Regions from separate parts of the Capsicum annuum genome. Here region 1 is linked to region 2. Evidence: chromatin contacts called from public Hi-C data. All regions are on one chromosome and are shown on one strand. The core of a region is the stretch at or near the end of the contact, and the rest is flanking DNA. Distances in the headings are between cores, read along the strand shown. Region 1 overlaps LOC107851847 (protein FLX-like 2). Region 2 holds the start of LOC107853078 (2-keto-3-deoxy-L-rhamnonate aldolase).

Region 1 (4,138 bases), core at 1,126-3,625, 120 kb before region 2:
CAATTTGTTTGGCTTGATTAAGAGTGCAATGGTCAACCTAACTAATGTTCGGTGTGAATTTGAACGTAGAATCTTCACTTTTTTGAAATAAAATTTACATATTTAGAAACTACATCAAAAGTACTATAAGTCGCATTTCTTAACAACTGAAAGTATTTGAGAAAAATGTTTTCAAAGAAATATTCTTTGACTTTCCTAATAGCAACTAAGACAACAACTTGAAACGGAGGGAGTACATAAAACCTATATTCTATTGGAAAATTGCTCTCAGTGCGGCCCCCCTGACCGCATAACTCCAATCCATCCCGTTTTGATATGGCTTGCTAGTTTTGCACCTTCTTTTTTCAGTCCCAAAGCTAATATGAGCAATTTTATCCGCTTGTGCTGTGAATTGGTTCCAATTTGAGTTTCCCTCAAGGATCATGGTTCTGAATTACCCCTAGTTTTTTTCTCTTACCAAGTCGGCATCATAATCATGGATCAGATTCCAGACACTAAATTGGAACAGAGTTGTTCCAATAGAAAGATGTGACGAACAAATCACAATGAGGTGAGTATCTGTAGAATCAAATGGATATGTGGAGGAACTGCGCAAATCTCAGTGTAGTAGTCACTTCACGAATGTGATTAAAGGATTTAACTCAGTGTGCGGGCGGGCTAGTTCATTTTAGATTTGTAGTGGGTATTTGAGGTTAAATCATTTGGGAGACACTTCAAGGATGTCATACACATAGCTTATCGTATGCTAGCATTAGAGAGGGGAGAAGTAGTAATGTTTGATAATGCTTTTCAATGAATGCTAACTTCTTGTTTGATCGAGAGATGTTTTGGTTTCCGTCATTCGATTGACAGGACTACCTATGAGTACGAGAGAAAATTGTACAGTGATCATCTTGAATCTCTTCAAGTTATGGAGAAGAACTACATGACTATGTCCAGAGAGGTGGAAAAACTTAGGGCAGAGTTAGCAAACACTTCTAACTCTGACAGACAAACAGGTAGCACATCTGCTTAATCACTTCTCTCTTCTTTTTTTTTTTGGATAGTTGTACTGGCCGTTGTAGTTGTAGAAGAATTTAATAGTTACATTAATTGTAATGTATATACAGGTGCGCCATATGGTTCAGCTGGATACAATGAGAATGATGCCACTAATAATTATGCTATTGGACAAAACATCTATGCAGATGTCTATTATCAGGTTTTAATCTGTTATTCTCATGTATCCGTTAGTTCTACAATGGTTCCCTCTGAATTGAGGAAGTTGAAATGCTGTTATGTGGTTTTAAATGCTATCTTCTTATGCTTCAAGTTCTCTAAATTATGTTCGCCGGAATTGAGCTGGTGGATATTGGTACTATGCATGTAAACTTTGTGTTCTGTTTTTGAGCAAAACTATCTAGTCTGAAGATACAAAGAATGTGAGAACAGGGGAAAAAAACAAACAAACAAGGGTAATAAATATGAATTGAAAATCTTAATAATTAGTTTACCTACGTGGATTTTGACTCTTAAATCCGGGGTGACCCTTTTCTCTAACATTAGCAACTCTTTCTGGTAAGTGCCTATATAATTGCTGTAGATTCATCACTCATGGATATTTTAGATTTGAATTTCCTTTTCCATTTGAACATTTATAACTCCTAATCAACTACTTTATTTGGTTGTCAAGCTAGCCATCTAAATTTGATTGATGCAGAGTAGAAAGGAAAATTTTCATAAAAGCACTCGGACTGTTCTTGAAACCCTGCTAAGCCTTTAAAATGAATAAGCCAGAATCGCTGCAATAGCTCCTTTGTTTGCTATCATCTAGAACTACCTCTTAACAAAATAGTGTAACTTGAAACTTGCTGATGCCCAACTTATTTTTCTGAGTTGAGATGTATAGTTCAATTCTTGAAGTCCAATAGCAGAATTCTAATATAATAATTTTCTAATCTTTAGGAATTTGAAATCAACTAAACCTTTCGTTATAAATCTCTTCCTTATTTGAAATATATATTAAGTCCTAATATTTAGAAGACCAAAAGTTTCAAATTTTCAATTTGTGTAATTTCGCAAATTTTAAAAGATTTTATGTGTTGCTTATTTGTCAGGTCGAAGAAACAACAATTTAGAAGATTTTATTATGTATTGACTAATATAGGTTCTTGTTTCATCGGAACAGTGTCTCGTGTGAAAATGTTCTTTATTATTATTTATTGCGAATGCCAAAAGCTGACCGTATCTCTACACTTTACATGGCAGGGCAGAGGCTCCCTGGCAACAGGGACTAATGTTGGAGGAGTTCCTGCAGTTACATCTCCACAAGTTGGAGCTCAATGTGTGCCCCCGTCAAACAGGCCTCCTTATGATGGACAAGGGGGACAAAGGGGATCAGGCGTTCCTGGTTTAGCAGCTTATGAAGCTCAAAGGGGGCATGGATATGATACAATGAGGGGAACTGGGTGTTATGAAGCTTACAGAGATGGATATGGGGCACCTGCTCAGAGAGGATCTGGCTATGACGGATCATCCAAAGGTGGTGTTGCAACTCAAGGACAGGTAGCACCTACAGGAAATCCTCATGGGCCATCTACCTCACCTGGTCTTGTTGGTCCTGGATATGATGCGTCGAAACAAGGTGGAGGAAATCCAGCTCGCAGATGATTTTCAGCTCTATTTTTGTGTTATTTCTTGAGGAATATTTTCACTATTACAAGTCTCCTTAAAAATCTATTCACTGGTTAATGTTAAAGAAGGAAATCTTGCTCGTTGATTGATGAACTGGTTCAAGTTAACTATATTTGATGTTTCACATTTAGAAATATCTAAATTGAGGTTGGTTTACTTTTTTTTTTTTTTTTTAAATATTCATAGAAGCTGCTGATTGTTGATTGTGAGAGAGAGCCCCTTCAAGCTAACATCGAAAATGGAAGCAATCTTTTCTTATGCATACGGTGTCTTGGATTGAATGACATCGGAGTTCTGCTTATTAATTGCTACAAAAGTGAGAGACCACAAAAAATTATTTCAACAATTAAATTCAAAATCGATCCAAAAGTGATTTGAACACCCTTCGAAAGAATTTTTTACCCTTTATTAAAAAAACTCTTTTTTAGTTAAAATTGTCTTTTCACTATTTTTCTAAAATATATGGTAGGAGAATTAATTAATATTTTTTTTTTCTATTGTTAAATTAAAAAAATACTCCTATAAATATTGAAATGTACGTTAATCTAGAGAACAAATCGATTTGTCTATTGGGAGAATATGATTGATGCTCATCTAACTTTATTTTATTGCATGTCTAGATTAGTAGATGATTGATTTTTAAACCCTCAACTTCTTCACTATTTTTGTCAGCATAATAGAATTCAACATGTATGTATGTATATATATATAATAGTGATCATTCTTTATGGTCAAAATTTTCGCCCAGACAAAAATTAATTGGATCAAAATCGAAACTTTATGATCACTATTATATTTTTTTTTATAGTTTACAGTTCGTAGATGAATGTTGATTGACTTTGAAGTATTTTTGTGTAAAGGTTAGGTTTAATTGTTTTGTTTTGATATCTTTATTATCTTATTGTTTTATTTAAATTACAGATGCTAGATGAATGTGGGTCGGCTTTGAAATTTTTTTTTAGGTAAAGGTTAGGTTTAATTGTGTTGTCGTAATATCTCTATTAGTTTGTTATTTTGTGGTAGTTTACAGTTCGTAGATGAATCTCGATCGGGTTTGAGAATTTTTTGTGTGTAAAATTTAAGTTTAATTGAATTGTTTTGATATCACTTTTATCGTATTATTTTGTTGCAGTTTACAGGTGATAGATAAATGTTGGTTGATTTTGAGGAATTTTCTTATGTAAAGGTTAGGTTTAGTTGAATTATTTTGATATCTTTATTATCGTATTATTTTGTTATTGTTTACAGGTGGTAGATGAGTGTCGGACCACTTTGAAAATTTTTTGTGTAAAGATTAGATTTAGTTGTATTATTTTGATGTCTCTATCATTGTATTTTTTTATTGCAACTTACAGCTGGTAGATGAATGTCGATCGACTTTTAAAAATATTTTTGGTAAAGATTAGGTTTTATAAATAAATTCTCCATCTTTACATACTCAAAAAATATTAAATTTAATTATTAT
Region 2 (4,147 bases), core at 1,473-3,972:
CATTTGGACGCATGGAATCACCCCTCAACTCATAGGATAATGCACACCAAGAATCGAAGAAAAAGTCTCAATTTTTAGTATTTTGCTCATATATCTTTATAAAAACTTCTGCATACTCTTTCAAATCGGTGGTTGTTAGCCCACGGTTGTCTGTGTTGGCCCGAGGTGTGGCCGTGATTTGAATCAAAAATCGACAAGCGGCACCCCGATCCCCGACCGTGTGTGGAGCGGGTGATGGTGGATGGCGGGTCCATGTCAAACAACCTAGTGAAGCAATAATTAGAGCTTTTGGTGTTACTAACACAATTTTTTTGAAAAATTGTTCACTTCAGTATTTCTGTTCACCAACTTTACGATCCTTTTGATGATTATCACATTCAAATCACACCATAGTCATATAGAACTTCATAATCTTCCACGGCAGCTGTTCTAAAGTACTAAAAAAAAAACGGACAGCTCGGTGCACTAAAGCTACCGCTATGCGCGGTATCCAGGGAAGGGCTCCACCACAAGGGTGTATTGTATGCAGCCTCACCTTGCATTTCTACCAGAGGCTGTTTCCAAGGCTTGAACTCGTGACCTTATGGCATCAATTTTACCGGTTACTCCAAGGCTCCCCTTCTTCTAAAGTAATATACATTAGTATAAAAAAGATGCAACCTATCATGCTGAGACTGATCAACATACCGAAAATTCTCCAACGAGGACCTAGAATTAGACTACCTAACAAGTCATCTGATTTCAATTTTCAACAATTAATACAACATACTCAGTGAAATCCCACAAGTGAGGTCTGGAGAGGGTATAGTGTACGCATACCTTACCACTAAGAAACTTGGCTCAAGTGCAGCAAATCCACGTACAAAGAAGACAGAAACAGTGAAGAAAATATAGCAACTAACAACGAAAAATCAGCTAAACAATCAATCAAAGTTTTGCTCAAAACGAAGAAAAAAGGCTCTATTGCATAAGTAGCTCAAATTCAAAACTTTGACACTAATCACAAGACTCATAATCAACAAAAAGCATAACAAAACACTTAGAAAATCTACCACGAAATCTAACAAAGTTCGAATTTTTACTCAAATTCGAAACTTTGACACTAATCACAAGACTCATAATCAACAAAAAGCATAACAAAACACTTCGAAAATCTACCACGAAATCTAACAAAGTTCGAATTTTACTCACTCCAGTACTTCTCATCACCATCTTTATCATCTTTCTGATCGTCAGCTCCTTCAACCAAACACTTTTTGAACTTCTTCACGTCCTCCACGGCCGCATTCCTAAACATCGCAACATCAACTGCTCCCGAAACCATATGATACCCTCTCGATTTCAAATTCTCAGGACTATCATGTGGCATTGCAAATCCAGATAAATACGCCCCGCCGTTGTTTGGTTTCTTCTTCAACACTCCCTTTTCAGCTACATTCATCATCTCCCTGACCTTCTTATTCCCTGGATCCCATAAATACCCTAAACTCGCACTCAAATCCAATGGTCCCATTTGAATACAATCAAGCCCTTCAACTTCCGCGATTTCTTCAATCTTCTTCACCCCTTCAACGCTCTCCACTTGACACATTATCAATAGCTCATCGGCGTAATTACTCAAATACCCTTCATCAATTCCATACCCCGAAGCTCGAACAACTGTATGAGCTGATCCTCGTATTCCATTAGGCGGGAAGCGACAGTATGACACCGCTTTTCGGGCTGATTTCGGGCTGTCTATCATTGGAAACATAATCCCATCCGGGCCGAGATCGAGTGCTTTCTTAGCCCAAGGTTCGGAAGATTCCGGAACACGTAGAATTGCTGGAGTACCACTAACCGCTAATGCGCGTAGACAATTTAATGCATCGGAGATACCTCCGGGGCCGTGCTCCATATCAACAACGGCGAAATCGTACCCGGAAAGTCCGGCGATTTCGGCGATGGTAGGGGAGAAGCTGAGGAGGAAGATGCCGTAGAGAGTTTCGTTATTTTTGAGCCGAGTTTTGAGGGATTTGGGGGTTTTGGTGGCGGCGGCGGCGGTGGTGGTGACGGCGGAGGAGAATTTGAAATTGGGGATTAGGGTTTTTAGGGTTAAGGGTTTTGGGAATTTGGGGAATAATGGATGGGAGGAAGGGTAATTTGGGAAAGTGGAAGTTAAGGATCTACGAAGAGTTAAAAGAGATGAAGAAGAAGAAAGGGAAGAAAGAGTTGGCATGGTTGACATTTTGGTGTCAAAAGTGTTGGGTTGATTGATCTGAATAGGATATATATAGTATAGTAGACCTACTTTACTAGTTGAGTTCAAATTGTATGCTAAAACTAACAATCACCTAGTCTTAAAATTCTTTTGATATAATATCTTATAAAAGTGAAATTTTAAATTGGCCTTTATTAAAATAATAAAATATCACCATCATCAACAACAACATATCCAGTATATTCTTAAATACACCAAGTAATACAACAAAAGATATCACAACCTGAACTCATAATAACTTTCTACCCTAATCCGCCTTCTCCATAACTTTCTATCTAGGGTCATGTCATCGGTAATGAAATATCATCGAAGATTAAAAAAAAAAAAAATTCTTTATAATGGATGATTTCACGAAAATTGTAAAAAATAAACAAATTCAGACATAAAACACTGTATCTTAGAAAGACGAGGTTGTAATGTATCTTCTTTTTTTTTTTCTTACTTAAAAATTCACCGACGACCTTTTTTTAACTTGTACCAATGGCCCTTTTTTGATTTAGTAAAGTTGAAAAAATTGAAAAATTTTACTAACCTCCAAAATAAAATTGAAGAAGAATGTTAATGGAGTTTGTTAGTAAGTTGAAAGTTAACGTTGAGCAAACGTGTGTAAATTTGAACTTGATTGAAGTTCCTGGATTTTGTGCAAGCATTAAGCGTAGGAATTGGAATATTGAGTTATGTAGAGAAACGGTAAAAAAAGAGATTTTTGTAATTACGATTTTATGTAAGTAATGAAGAAAATAAACCTCTGGTACTGGAGACATGGATTTCAGCTAGCACTTGCCAAATAAATAAAGAAATGCTATACAAACTAATGATTTTGTGTATTCATCCATTGGAGCTGGATTACTCCACATTGAGCTTCTATTCATCGATGAGTTTTTTCCGGCCACACGAATAGTGAACTCTGCTCCGTCCTATATATAACTCGATCTACACAACCAAAAAAAAAAAAATGTGTCTGAATTACGCGTTCAACTTGGATAAAAGAAGTCAAAACTCTGGCAGCAGTAAACATCAAACGGAAACCTGAATGTACATGTTGTTTATACTTCAAAGTGATCTTTCAGCATCAAGATTACGATTCTCTCCTGTCCCAATCTTCCCCCTGACTTGACGACATGGAATTTAGCCGCTGTTGCAACTGGTATGGCAGCAGTAGAAAATCATGTTATGAAATGACAACCGCAAATAAGATACTGTGAAGAAATTTTTCATTCAACTTTTTATTTGGAGGTTTGTGGAGAGAGGAAGCAATTGGAAATCCAAACCGTGATGGAATTTACTTCTTGTAGTTTATTTCAATCTTTTGAATGCACTCGAAAAGTTAGATGATATTCTATACATTGAAATTTTGTGGACTTTCAATTTTGGTTAAAGTTCACCCTAAATCTAGCTTGATGGCTACTCAACCTAAAACCTAAATTACGCCGATATAAAGGGGCCAAATATCCTTAGTATCCCACAAATTCACGAGATATTTACAAAGAGATCAAAGATCTGAAAAGTCCCAATAAATTCATGAGATATTCATAAAGATCAAAACTCTCTCTTCTTGATAATCAAATACATCAAGAAGATAAACTCTTCTTTCATGGAGATCAAATCCAAATGTTCCTCCGTTCGAAAAATACGCCACTAACGGCCCTTGAATTACGGAGAAATTCATATCCAAATCTTCATACATTCGAGAAATATGCTATTGACGAACCTCGAATTACGAAGAAAATCAAGAGAGAAGAATCAAGGGAGGAACAGATTTGTACCCACATCGTTTATCAATAAAACTATTGTTTTTTCATATTTTTATTTGTGATTGAAGTTTATTTTCCATGAATTAAATTATGTTGGAAACAGATATATTAGCATAAAAGAAATCGAATAGGT

What was found. A called contact is a pair of places that touch in the nucleus more often than the background predicts.
Region 1: a Hi-C map of leaf shows a contact between it and region 2, with 2.5 times the contacts expected there. The contact joins the enhancer-like site here to the promoter of LOC107853078 in region 2. A contact is called at or near these places in 4 of 5 Hi-C or Micro-C datasets (bud, leaf and placenta).

The regions. Positions count from the first base shown.
Region 1 is chr1:254,980,653-254,984,790 of UCD10Xv1.1, reverse strand. It overlaps LOC107851847 (protein FLX-like 2), which reads left to right. Exons shown (of 5, transcript XM_016696948.2): 3 at 853-998; 4 at 1,110-1,201; 5 at 2,248-2,829. The coding sequence ends at 2,649. Among protein-coding and RNA genes, the nearest start is that of LOC107851847, 14 kb to the left of the region's middle. Within about 2 kb of position 2,375, at least 2 of the 5 cell types and tissues checked have an H3K27ac peak or open chromatin away from gene starts, as enhancers often do. A contact at or near this core is called in leaf, where this site is marked.
Region 2 is chr1:254,858,860-254,863,006 of UCD10Xv1.1, reverse strand. It overlaps LOC107853078 (2-keto-3-deoxy-L-rhamnonate aldolase), which reads right to left and starts at 2,722. Exons shown (of 1, transcript XM_047402606.1): 1 at 934-2,722. The coding sequence starts at 2,227. The coding sequence ends at 1,184. LOC107853079 (serine/threonine-protein kinase OSR1) reads right to left here. Exons shown (of 21, transcript XR_007049362.1): 20 at 3,313-3,404; 21 at 2,951-3,193.